2 separate regions of the Rattus norvegicus genome follow, and region 1 is linked to region 2. The links are chromatin contacts, called in public Hi-C maps. All regions are on one chromosome and are shown on one strand. Each heading gives the region's core, a stretch centred on a gene start, on an enhancer-like site or on the middle of the called end of the contact. The rest is flanking DNA. Distances are from core to core; before and after follow the strand shown.

Evidence for each region. Hi-C and Micro-C count contacts between places; a contact is called where the count stands out from the background.
Region 1: a contact with region 2 is called in a Hi-C map of Schwann cells, with 2.3 times the contacts expected there. The contact joins the promoter of Mfap5 here to the promoter of Phc1 in region 2. A contact is called at or near these places in 2 of 12 Hi-C or Micro-C datasets (Schwann cells and frontal cortex).

Annotation. Positions count from the first base shown.
Region 1 is chr4:157,396,965-157,404,095 of GRCr8, forward strand. It overlaps Mfap5 (microfibril associated protein 5), which reads left to right and starts at 2,955. Exons shown (of 11, transcript NM_001108644.1): 1 at 2,955-3,043. It also overlaps a transcript of Rimklb not described here.
Region 2 is chr4:157,200,882-157,207,669 of GRCr8, forward strand. Phc1 (polyhomeotic homolog 1) reads right to left here and starts at 3,679. Exons shown (of 15, transcript NM_001107886.1): 1 at 3,593-3,679; 2 at 983-1,140. The coding sequence starts at 3,629.

The DNA.
Region 1 (7,131 bases), core at 1,705-4,204, 200 kb after region 2:
ACCCAACAATGGGCAGCTGTGGATGCGCAGTCCCAGGAGGCTAGACGTTCCAGCTGGCCTTCTGTGTAAGCTGGGATCCTGAAGAGCTAGGTTCCAACAGATGTGCTGGCAAGTCCAAGCAGGCGAAGAAGAATGAGTGAATCTTCCTCCTTCCAATGTCCTTATATAGGCCTCCAGCAGAAGGTGTGGCCCAAATTAAAGGTGTGTTCTGCCACGCCTAGATCTGGAACTTGCTTTGCCCCAGACTGGCCTTAAACTCAGAGATCTCCTTGCCTCAGTCTCCTGGGATTAAAGGTATGTACTACCTTGCCTGGGTCTAAGCTTTTCTTGGCCACTATGACTCAAGAGCTCCATTTCAAGATCAGGTTCAGAAGCCTGTGTCTTCTAGCCTCAAGATCTGGATCACAGGTGTGCCCTCCATTTCTGGATTGTCATTCATTCCAGAGGCAGTTAAGTTGACAACCAGGAATGACCACCACATATTCCATAAATCATGCCTGTTATTAGGTCTCAGAGTGAGTCTCAACGAACTCAACCCCTAGCAGCACAAAAACAGCAAGAAACAGAAACAACAAAACCCTTCAACATCCGCTCTTGTTGGCTTCTCATTTTGGAGGCTGGAGAGAGGGGTTGATGGGTAAAAACACTTGCTACTTTTTCAGAGGACCTTACTTAGTTCCGAGCGCCACATAAGGTGTCCCGCAACTGCATGATTCTAGCTCCAACCACCTCTGGCATTTAAAGTCACTTTATCCCAACACAAGCACATGAACACACACACACACACACAAACACACACACACACTTGCACCCACACTTTTTTAAATGCAGAAAAAGGAAAAGAACAGAAGCCACAGTAGCCTTCAGTAGCCCAGGCTGGGGAAGGATGTTTGATCGCTTGTGCTGTGCTCTCTTCCTTAAAGGCAGCTACAAAGACCAGAGGGTGGGCATGGGGGAAGTTGGAGGGGAGTGGGGATGCCACGGGAGAGTGAAGAGAATTATGCCACCATCTAAGAGGCTGCCTAATGCATATAAAATCTATGTATTAACTATATAAATACCCTGATGTTGTTTATTGTAATCACTAGCATTACTTATTAATTATATACATTAAGCACCTCTCTCCCTTCTCCCATATTTTCAAATTTCAAATTTCTCTCTCTGGAGTTTTTGGTCATTGGAAAGTTGGGAATAAGAAGTTGGATTTTTTTAAGGCCTTTCATGATTTTTGTTTTAAGCACATGAGTGTTTTGCTTAAATGTTTGTCTGTGTAACGTGTGTGTAGTGCCTTGAAGGCCAGACGAGAACATCAGCTCCTCTGGGGTTGGAGTTGTAGACGGTTGTATGTCCGAGCTTGAATCCCAGAACTCACAGTAATGGTGCATGCTGGGAGCTGAGCCTGGGTCCTTCAGAGGAGCAGCCAGCACTCTTAACTGCTCCAACTTGTGTCAGTTTGTCTCCCTTTCGTAAATGAATCTCTGTAACTCCCATCTATTTTGTATATTGCCAAAGTTATCAGAACTGTTTACATTTTTTATGTCGTTGAGAGTTTCGGAGTTGGTGGGCTTGATCAGTTTTATGTCGCTTTGTTTGAGACTGGATCTGAGTGGCCTCGAACCTGTGATCCTCTTGTGTCGTTGTCCTGAGTGCTGGGATCGTAAGCAATCACCATCTTATCCAGCTAAGTTGTATGTTTTACATGAAGTCATTCTGCATCCTCACTGACAAAATTCCTTTGCTTCCAGTACAGCTGTTGCCCAACCTCTCCACACCTTTTGTTCCGTCCTCGGCTTCATTGTGCTTCACACATTAGCTACTTGAGATCTCCCCGCGTATTCTCAAATCACTACTTCCCTAAGACGTTAGCCTCTACCCTCTCGGCGTTTGTGTAAGATTTTGAGTATTTGAAGTAACGGTTTCAAGCCTCCAGCTCAATTTAATTCAATTAGTCAAAGCTCGATTTCTCATGTGCTAGCCATTATGTCAGCCAGGAATGAGTAAAGGCGGCCTCTGCCATCCAGGAACACTCAGCCTGATGGAGGTTAGAGATATGGGAAAGAATTTAATGGAAAGGAGGAGGTTTTATAAATAAACAAAGCTGGCTCAGTAGAAACACAGAGGGGACCAGGAATGGTTTGGGGGCCGAGACAGCTCCTAGGCTGAGCTTTGATGGACACACAGAAATTGTGTGTAGCCCAGGTTTTCTAAGGACATATGTGTGTTGGCATCCAATTCTAATTTTGCATTTGACTGTTACTTCATTGCTGGACACGCACCACTCCCTCTCCACCCTGCCTCATATAATTCTCCTGTCTTTCCCTGCCTTTTAAGGGAATTTTTTTGTGTATCTAGCCCCTGGATTTAATTTCACTGGATCGGACCATGGTGATGTTTCTGTTCATTTGCCCAGCGGCCTCTCTGCTAATGGGTGTGTTCTTTATAGTCCAATAAACAAATGAATAAAGCCAGCTTGCAGACAGGCTCCCATCCCTGTCTTCTTTTTCTCTCTTCGCATTTCACCATCCGCTGGGGTACTCTGTTTAAATGAAACATTTCCTGAGTGACTCATATCGACATTGCCTCTATTAAGCCATCGCTATCCTGGACAGTCCATCCAATGGAGGGTTCTTTTTACTGGAAAATGTTCTTTCCCAGACAGAGCGCCAGCCAGTGTGGGATGGAAAGATAGATGATCTGACATCCAAAGATTTCTTCCCCAGGGCCAGAGAGAACCTCAGGGTAATATAGGCTTACATTGGGTGTGGGAGCATGAGAGGAACTTTAGCACTCGGGAAGCTGAGGCAGGAGGGTCCTAAGTGCCAGGCTAACCTGGGCTCCGCAATAAAATTAACAAACAAACAAGCAAGCAAAAAACTTATTCCAGTTGGAACCAGTCACACTGGCAGGCACGCGGTCACGCGGTCCAAGTCCCACTGCAGTCACACAGTCCGTTCAGATTTCCAGGTGCAAGAAGACAAGGTTGCCCCAGAGAAGCAGTCGCATCAAGGTGAGCCAGCCCCCTAAGTCACTAAGACAGACTGCAGTACAAGCTACTGGAGTTCTGTTTCTGGGCAGTGAGGATTTGTTAGCCGGGGGCGGGGGGCGGGGGTAATGAAGTCTAGATGCCCACCACATAAAAGCCCATCTCCAAACCCTGGTAGTTTATTACCAGAAATCTGTGGTTGAATCGTCTAAGAAGGAAATCAAAGATAGCTCCCCTGCTTCCCACTTCCAGAAACCCCGAAAACTTAGGGAATCCTAGTGCCCCCTAGTGGTCACCACTATAAATGCTACTGGGAAGCCTACGACCAGACTCAGGTCTATAATATAATGTAGGTTGTAGCCGAGGCTGACTTTAAATTCATGGTGATCCTTCTGGCTCAGCCTTCCACGTGGCTTTATCTCCAGTTAGGAATGTGGAATTTTAACATGAGAAAGAGGCATGCGGAAGTGAGATGACTCAGTGGGTAGGAGCAGTTCAGAGCGAGCCTCGTGATCTGATAATTGATCCCTGAAATAGACTAGAAGGAGACTTACTGTGTGTCACCAGCATACCTGCACTCACACACACACATGATGCACAATCACACACATGATGCACACGTGCGACACGAACACACTCCCCAGATACCATTTGCTCATTGCTAACCATTGCTGCTAATTCTGACTTTAGGTAACCAAGGATTGGAGACTTAACTCAGAGGTAGATTGCTTACCTAGCAAGGGTTCAGATCTCAGCTCTGAAAAAGGAGAGGTAAAATTATCCTAAAAAGCATAGCAAAAAGCCATTGAAATAAACAACAACAAAAACAAAACCATAGCAACTGACTTGAAGTAATCAAATGATGAATTGGTAGTATGATAAAACAACTGACCTGATGCTCCCGGAAACTTGGAGATAAGACCTTGGGCCTTGAAAACAAACGAGAAAAAGGGGGTTACCAGGAAGTAATGAAACTAGCTTAAAACTGTATTTTTACATTTTTTAAAAAAAGATTTATTGGGGTTGGGGATTTAGCTCAGTGGTAGAGCGCTTGCCTAGGAAGCGCAAGGCCCTGGGTTCGGTCCCCAGCTCTGAAAAAAAAAAGAACCAAAAAAAAAAAAAGATTTATTTATTTATTATATATAAGTACACTGTAGCTGTCTTCAGATGCACCAGAAGAGGGCATCAGACCCCATTACAGATGGTTGTGAGCCACCATGTGGTTGCTGGGAATTGAACTCAGGACCTCTGGAAGAGCAATCAGTGCTCTTAACCACTGAGCCATCTCTTCAGCCCGGATTTTTACCTTTTTAATAATTTTGCTTTGTTTTGTTTTAACTGAGACAGAGTCCTGCTATGAAGTACGGTGCAAACTGTACTTTTGTTTGCTTTGTTGTTAAGATAGGGTCCTGCTATATAGTACTGGCTAGACCACCGCAATGTCCTCAAACCCTCCAGTATCCACCTGTATCCCCCATCAGTGCTGGGATCAAAGGCATGGTTCAAGACAAAATGGGTTTTAAAAAATGCCTTAGAGTGGGGTCTGGTGGCCCAGGGTTTTGATCCTAGAACCTTGTGGGCAGAGGCAGGTGAACCTTGGTGAGTTTGAGGCCAGCATGGACTTCAGTATGGTCCCAAGACATCCAGGTCAACATAGTGATGAGAGATCCTTCCTCAAAAAAGTTTGCTTTTAAAATTATGTGTGTGGGTGTGTAGGTGTGTGGGAGGAGCACAGAAGTATGTGCATATATGGGAGAGAACAACATTCAGGAGTTGTTTATGCGCTGTCAGGATCTGGGTCCTAGGCTCTACCTTAGGCCTTCAGAAGTGCCAACACGTGCCCTTCCTGCCGTACCCTCTCACCAGCCCACAAACTGGATCCCCAAATGTCTATTGAGCCAAACAGCACATGGCATTCTCTGCTCCTCTTCCTGCCTTTCCCCCTCTCCTCTCTCCTAAAGTGCTCCTCTTTGGGAGCCCCTCTCTCTCTCACACAGCCTTGCTCTGAACATTTTGTTCTTGTTTTCACTGCCCCCGCCTCAGACTTCCTTCAGGGACCTGGGGACAGCACCCCCTCCTACTGTCTGGGGAGGCTCTCCTCAACTGTAGTCTCTGGGTAGGCCAGCATGTTGAGGTCATCGCCGACTCCGCCAGATGATTGGCTTGGGTTCAGTTTTCTCATCGTCTCAGGGAAAACAGGATTGCTCACTGGGCTCTGCCCAATGCCTTAGAACTACTTTGCATCCACTCCGGTTTCTTTCTCATCCCCATCTCTTCCTTCCTAACTTTCCCCAGACCAGAGTCACTTCTGTTTTCCAGCCTCTGTGGAGGTACAGAGTAGTGAAGAGAAACTCCAGACAGGGCCACCAGTGAGAACTGGGTCTGATAGGCAGGTTTGCTGGAGGCACTAAATCTGTGTGGTTCCTTAACTCCCTTGGGGGCTTGAGGGGGTTTATGGAGTGTGTCAGCATTTTCTTCTGATTATTTCTGTTGTTTCCCTTCCTCCCAAATGGGCCGACCCACCCATCTCCTCCCCTCTCGTTCACATTTATTCTTTCTCCCTCCCAGAGTGTCCATTAACACTCTGCTCCCAGCACTCCCCTCTCACTAGCTTATGGGGAGGTCCACAACACAGACCTAAGGTGCATACGGAGGACTGTCAGTGTACATCTCTCTTAGACTTGACTTTCTGGAAGTCAAGTTTATCAAGGGCCTTAGTCAGGGTCACTATTGCTATGATGACACACCATGACTAAAAAGCAAGTTGAGGAGTAAAGGGTTTATTTGGCTAAAATTTCCATATCATAATCCATCATTGGAGGAAGGCAGGACGGGAATTCAAGCAGAGTTGGAACCTGGAGGCAGGAGTTGATGCAGAGGCCATGGAGGGTGCTGCTTACTGGCTTGTTCTCCATGGCTTGCTCAGTCAACTTTCTTATAGAATCCAGAACCACCAACCCAGAGATGGCACCACCCAGAATAAGCTGGGCCCTCCCCCACCGATCACAAATTGAGAAAATGCCCTACAGCTGGATCTCAGGAAGGCATTTCCTCAACTGAGGCTCCTTCCTCTTGGACAACTCTTGATTGTTTCAAGTTGACACACAGAACCAGCCAGTACAACAAGTTTATCCATAATTGGAGTGCTTAAGTAAGAACTCTCTTGATGACAGGAAGTGTTTTAGTCAAGGTTTCTATTGCCCTGATGAAACACAGTGGCCAAGGGCAACTGGGAGAGGAAAAGAGTTTATTCCGGGTTACACTTCAGATAATAAACAGTCCATCATTGAAGGAAGACAGAGCAGGTGCTAAAGCAAGGCCAGGACCTCAAGAGCTGATGCAGAAGCCATGGAGGAACGCTGCGTACTGGCTCCCTCAACCTGCTTCCTTTCTTCTTTTTTTTAAAGATTTATTTTATATATGTGGGTAAACTGTTACTGTTGGTGTCTTCAGACATACCAGAAGAGGGCATCAGATCCCATTACAGATGGTTGTGAGCCACCATGTGGTTGCTGGGAATTGAACTCAGGACCTCTGGAAGAACAGTCAGTGATCTTAACCACTGAGCCATCTCTCCAGCCCTCAACCTACTTTCTTAAAGCACCCAGGAGCACCAACCCAGAGGTCTCACTATCCTCAACAGGCTGGACCCTCCACATCAACCACTAATTAAGGAAGTGCACTACATATGCTTGCCTAGTGGTGGATCTTATGGGGGTATTTCCTCAGTTAAGAGTCCTCTTTCCGAATGATTCATTTATATAGCAAGCTGACACAAAAAGCATAATAATATAAACCCAGCACAAAAGCAAATATAAATCCATTTAAATGACAGGATCAGACACAATGGTGCATATTACACAATCTAAGGGGAAAAAAAATGGACAAGAATAAGTCAAGACAAGTGGCCTTGCCTCTCAGTTTCGGAAGACTTTCTGTGACACTTTGTCATTGATATCCCAAAATCCAAGATTCATATCACAAGCATAAACAAAACCAAAAACAGGGGCAGATCTCTGTGAGTTTGAGGCCAGCCTAGTCTACATATGGAGTTTCAGGATAGCAGAGTTACAGTAGTAAGACTCTCTCAAAACAAACAAACAAACAAAAACAAACAAACACAATATCAAAAAACACAAAACCAAAGA
Region 2 (6,788 bases), core at 2,429-4,928:
GACAGAAACACAGTAATGACTTCTGAGCAATTCTGCCAGGCAAAACTCAACTAACAGACATTTCCAAATATCTACTGTATAATGTCAATGGCTAATTATAAAAATGAGTGATCAGTTTAGTGTCAACTGGATTTTGCTATGTTCTTATTCTTTAATAATTACAACCAATCTACCAAAGTCTTTTAAGAAAATGTTTCATTTCCAACAGAATATTTAAAATATAGAATTTGCTATGTGTCCAAAAGTAACTGTCTAAAAAGGTCATTGATACTTCTATTACTCAAAGTAACTTATAAGGCCCCAAATTGAAAACTTGACAGCTGAAGCAGGAAAGAGCTCTGTGGGAAGAGCACCCATAGCACGACCCCGAGGACTCAGTACAGAACAACTTAAAACAGAAGGCCAAGTGCAGTGGTGCACATCTTCATGAGATGGCAGATGGAGTCAGAAGTGACAGAAGCTCAAGGGCCAACGGCACCTATATATACTGCACAGCACAGACAAAGCCTCTAAGTGTCTGACCTCCACATACACTGCACTACACACACACACATACACACACACACACACACACACACACACACACACACACACACCTCTAAAGAGTAAGTAAATATTTTTAAGCAATAAAAAGAAATGGTTAATTAAAATCTATTTATGTGTGAACTTTATAGTATTTCATATTGAATCAATGAACTGCATTCTCCAGCTCTATCTTTGGTAGTTTTATTTCTAGATAGGTTCTCACCAAGTTGCCCAAGCTGGCCTTGAACTTGGTACATTGCTAAAAACCAAAACAAAATGGTCAGACTTCACTCTGGGTGAATTTCGCTTGCTCTAACTTTGTAAACTGCTCAGATTCTGAAGTGGAAGGAAGCTCATACTTTATCTGCTAGGGAAGATCTGAGGATGACGATCTTCTGCCGTCTTTGACTCACCAGAGTCAGCATTCACAGACCTCAGCCACTCAGCTGAGCCTCACCTGCACTGCCTGCCGCTCATACAGGGACATTTGTGCTATCTGGGGCCGAGAGCTGGCCCCTGAGCTGGAACTCCCATTGGTCGAACTCGAGTTCTGCTCACTCTCCGTTTCCATGATAGCGTTCCAGGGTCCCCAAGAATGGTGCTCTGACTCAAGCCCTAGACAGGAATCAGTAAAAGGTTAAAGTTACACCTTGAATGGAAAATGTCATTTCATGTCATTATTACTGAAAATCACAGTAAGTCCACAAAGTGTCTAAGAATCTTCCTCTGAGGTCTTAGAACCCCCAAATCTGCAATCATATCTTCCCCCCTCCACCATCTTTTCAAGCTAGTCGCTGTCTCAAAAGAAAAAACCTTTACATACCCCCTCCTGACTACCATTAACTAAAATGACCAGACTATTAACAAGCCACCTCACAATTCTACAACACTGAAGGCACCTTCAGTCCCCAGCACTTTTCAAAGTTTAAAACTGATCCACTGAAAACTTGCTGATACCCTTATCTCCATGTATCATTATCAAGCTCACAACAGACAGCACTGCCCATGAAGCTTCGAGTCGCCTTCATTCCCTGGCCCAGCACAGGCCCTTCACCTCTGCTATCTTTTACACTGCTGTGTGGTAAATATCATAGTCTCCATTTCATAATAGAGGGAACAAGCATCTTCTGTGTATCAAGCCTTTATACTACTTTGTCTCCTCCCAGAACAACAACAACAAAAAAAAAGCAAACAATAACAACAAAAATCTGTTGTCAAAGCAGTGTCCCTCAGTGTGAGGATTCCATGTCCTCATTTCAGAAGAGAGCCCTGAAATACTGATGAGGCAGGCAGAGTGGACAGGTCGTGGAAGTGGATAAGTGTTGGGAGCAGAAGAGCTAGCCTATTGCCCACATGTCCAAAGTAGCTGACTGGCTGCAGGCCAAGCTACTAATTAAAGCCTCGGGCCTGTCACTTCTCCTTATATAAGGTCAGTGTCCCTACTCGCAAATAAGGTAACAAAGTGAGCAGGTTACACACTCCCAAGTATGTAACAGTAAAGCGCATTCTAACTTAAAAGAATAAGATCCAACTTTACTAACGTGTAAGAATTTATCCTCTGGCAGCTACATTAAAACTAGCAAAAGTAAATTTAAAAAAACACATACATATCAAAAAAGAAAAAGAAACGAGAAGCAGACAGAAACACTCTCCTAAAGCAGCAGGAAAATGACTACTAGAAATACCAGGTCACCCAAGCACTATCTGGCTTGGGACTATGAACGTCCGATCCTAATTTCTGCAAGGGACTATCTCTAGTTTCATTAGATGAATGGATTTACCTCAGGAGTGCATCCCAAACAAAAATCAAAGTCCTGGCCTTGGCCATTAAAGTTGAGTTCAGTCCCGATTCTCTCCCCGGCATCACTACATCACATAACTGTCCCCAGAGAACTCTACCCATTTTAGGAAGAAACAGATGTCACTCCACACATGGATTTAATGGAAGAGATACAGACAGGGCATTCTATCAACCTTGGTCTACCTTTTTCCCCACATCCTTTGCCAAAATATCAAAGCACTGAACAGATACAGACCCATGAGTCCTCAATATCAGCATGTGAAGGAAAAAAAGTGGGTAAGGATTAGAGGCAGCACAGCACAGTTGTACAGATTACTGGACTTATCTCACTGGACTCAGAGACGAAAGACCCTGTTACTTGCAATAGAGGCTTATATAAAAAACGTTCATCAATCCGATGACCCCTTCATTTCCCCTAGATCGTGAAACAGAGAAGGGCCAATTTAAAGTCTTTCCACCAGGGAAACTGCCATCAAAAACCTCGCAGGCACACTAATCTATTTCTTAAAATCTTCATTTTTTTTCCAATTAATGTTGTGAGTTCCAGATTCAATGTAGAAAGTGAAGACAGAAAAGCGTTTAGGTGGCAAACTCAATTAAAAATTAAAACTGAGAGAAGAGTGAATGGCCATCCTAAACGGTACCACCATTTGGGTGTGGGTGTGTAAGGATTCTACTGGGGAAGATGCACACCGACGGGAAGGGACTAGAAAGTAATATTGAGATGGACATACTACTGGGCCTATTGGGTCAGGTGTTGGAAGAAGTCAATAACCCTGGAGTACAAAACTCTGTTGCAGTAAGAATGGAGTGAGAAGCAAGGGGGTGAGGGGTGCCTCGGGAAGACTCCCAGGGGTTATAGTTCTTCACAGAACCGTGATAAAAACGCAGTTCCAACGAGAAACCAAACACACCGGGAGAAGGGGGTGGATACAGTGCCGTGCCCGAAGCGAACGGACTCGGTAAGCAGGGAATTGTACATTCTAATAGTAGGGAGCCAAGCAGGGGGAGTCACAGAAGTCGAGATTGGGGAGCCCGGCGGAGCGCGAGAAGCAGGGAGATAACCAGACAGCATGCTCGGATGGAAGGACCAAAGTCGGGGAAGGGAGAAATGAATGAGAAGGCGAGCGGTCCGAGGCAACGAGGTGACGGACAGACAGCACCGAGCACAGCCAGCGCAAAGCACGGAGACCGGGACGCGAAGCACCAAAGAAGCACCGCAGAGCACAGCAGAGCGGGAGGCAGGAGCGCGGCTGGGGGAGGTACCTGGGCGTTGCACACGCCGAGGTGGCTGAGGAAACATCCCCGCGCCGCCGAGACCCCGGGATGCGGCCCCTCCCCGGCCCGCGGCCGCCCGGTTACCTTCGCGCCCGGCTCCGCACCCGAGTCCTCGCGGGGGGCGTCCACCTCAGGGGCGGGGGAGGGGGGGGTCGCTCGGCCTCGGCGGCGCGCCGCCTCCTCCCCTTCCTGGAGGGGCGGGGGCCCAGGCGCGGTGGGAGGTGCCCGGCGCGGCCGCCGCTCCCCGCCCCTCCCGCCGTCCGGGTGCTGGCCGCGCCGCGGCTCCGCCAGGCCGGGGGCTCGCGCGGGCCTGTCACTTCCTGCCCCGCCGCGAGGGTGGGGGCCGAGGCCGGGGGGCCGCGGGCAGGCGGGGAGGGGGCTGCGGGGAGGTGCTTCCGGGGCAGCCGACCCCTCCTCCGGCCCGCCCCCTCCCCGCGCCCGCCCTCGCGCGCGTCCCTCGCTTCCTGTCGGCGCCCGTTGCCATGGCGACGCTGCTCCCGGGCCTCCCGGCTCTAGGCCCGAGTGTTTTTTTATTTTCCCCCCTGGCTCTGGATCTCTTTCTCGTCCTTTCTTCCCCCCTTCTTTCTCTCCAAATTCCGCTCTCGGTTTGAAAGCACGAAGCTAAGAAAGCGCTGGCCTGTAGAGGGGGACTCACCTCGGAGAAGAGAGGGAGAGGGGAGGGAAGTGACGTGAAAGGGGGGGAAAAGAAGGTATTTTCTGCAGCTTCTGGGAATAGGGGCTCGAAGAAAGGATCAAAGGGACCAGCAGCCAGAGAGGGAGGAAGCTGAGCAAAGACCCTTGAGAAACGTCGGTCTGTGAAAGGAAATAGAGCAGAGGGAAGGAAAGATGAGGAAAGAAAAACTTCGGGATTGAGGGAACAGCGAGAGAATGCTGATTGTTTAATCCCTCGCCTCAACTCCAAGAAGGCGGGAAACAACGCCGCAAAGAAACTGAACCCGTTAGAAGCTGCACTCATTTAAAAGCAGGAACCTGATGCAACTTGCTTTGAATGATATTTAAGTCTGTGATTTCAGGGTTGATTGTGTGCTTTGGAACCTCTAAAAGTCACACGCACATGTGAAAGAATCAGAACGCCCAAAACAATGGAAAAGGCGGGGTGTAAAGAGGTGAACAATGGTGCTGCCTTTGGGAAGGCTGAGCTTGTGGTGGAGGAGGCTCGTTTTATTTGTAACACAAATTTAACAGGATTTAGTTCTCAGTCTCTCCATGCTCCTGGAACACCTACTGTGTGCCGGCCACTCTTGAAAGCTTAATTTTTTTTTTAACCTCTGCACTGATGGGAAAGATAACTGTTTTCCTTAACCTTTACCTACCGTTGGGTGGGTGTTACCTAGTGATAATAGCTGGGATTTGAGCTTTATCTGTAATCTTTCTGCTAACCTCAGCCATAATTAGTTGTTTTCTCGAGCCCACGCGTCATTGAAAACCCATGTGTAATTAATTTGTATTTAGAGAAAAATTGAAGCATTCTCATTATAAATTAGATGCATTTGTGTTCGTATCAATTCCCACTCTTAATTTGTGTAGCCAGATCGCCGTGAAGTAAGATCTTTAGGAGGCTTCTAGGAACCAGTTAAACAAGTATGCAAACCCCAAAGGGCAGCCAAAGGACTGGAGAGGCAGTAACAAGGGCGTGGAGAGGTGAAAGGGTTTGTTGCCGGGCCAAGGATGATAGGTGTTGGCTGGGGATGAATGGAAACCTTCTGGCGAGATCTCGTGGTTAAAAAACCAGGTGAAGCATTACCCACTTAATTCAAACCTAGAACTTTGGCAGGTCAAGGAAGGTTAAAGCTTTCTCGTGGAGGCTTAATACCAAAAAGAACAATCAGATTTATATACCCTTCCAGGACAAGAAACAGATATCCTATTGGAAAACTATCAGCACTAATGAGTCGATATGATCCTGTAATATATGCCCAGAAGAAAGAATCCAGAGGTTATATCCTTGTTTTCTCAATACCTGACAGGGTTTGTATAGAATTACCAAGGCCCTCTCCCATTGAGCTACAGCCCCCTTAACGGTGAATAATTACTCCTGCTTCATAGAGCTACATTCCACCTCAAAGTTTTTGCTTTTGTTTGTTTTGTTTCTCTTTCAATCCAGTATCATTGGTTTCATCATCTACTGAATGATAGTAGGGGATTGAAAACTGGCATGATTTTTTTCAGCTTCTGATCTAACATTAGCCTAGGAATAACCCATTGCAGCATAAGCCGTGTTGGTCATGGGCCAGGAGTTCCGTGTTCATGTAAAGATCTCCAAAGCTCCTGGGTTTTCTGGGTCGTAGTTCTAAGTAATCTCCACTAAAATAAATTTAACTTAGTATTTTTTAAAAAAGTATCAACAGCAAATTAAATTTTCAGGAAAGGCTCCATCCACCAAAAAATCATTTTCATACCCTGAATTACCTTGAGAACAATTCACCTCCACCTAAGCAAAGCAAAACAGTTTTGTTCCCTGATGGAGATATCTCTCTCTCTCTCTCTCTCTCTTTCTCTCTCTCTCTCTCTCTTTCTCTCCTTCCCTGCCTCCCCCTGTTTGTTAAACTTTCTCACTTTCATTTAATGATTCTTCTGGAATTAGTCTTTTCTCTTTCAAAACAAACGGTTCCGTGGAGCGAGGCTAGGTGACTTTGCTCTACATGACACAGAAGGCCATTAGCCTAAACAGGTGTGAAGGAAATGCATTCAACCTGTTTTGCAGAAAGCTGAGCCCTCCTGCAACTCCTCAGCCACCTCCAGAAGGGCTGGGATTTGGAAGGGGGTTTGGGTGCAACTGAAACAAACAGAAGGTAGGGTAATGGAATCTCGGTCATCCACCGAGCAGCGTTCTTCGAGCTGACCTGTGAAGAGACGGCTCTCACTCCACTAGTGTTACGGTGGACAGCCAACCAAGTGAAAGAGAGGAGCACGGTTTATGCAAATATGGGAAGAACGTAGCAGGACCACCTATATTCTAAACTACACCACATCACCCACCTTCCACATCCCACCCCATCTTGAGGCAGTTCTTCTTAAGGTCTAGCTGGAAGAGAGGAAGATGAGCTTTAAGGGCATTTTGAGACTCCGATATTTAAAGCCAAGTGCTGTCCAAGTCCTTTGGTTTTCCACAGAGAAAAGGGCATTTCAGGGCTAGAACTAACCCAATAAGTATTTGTTGTTC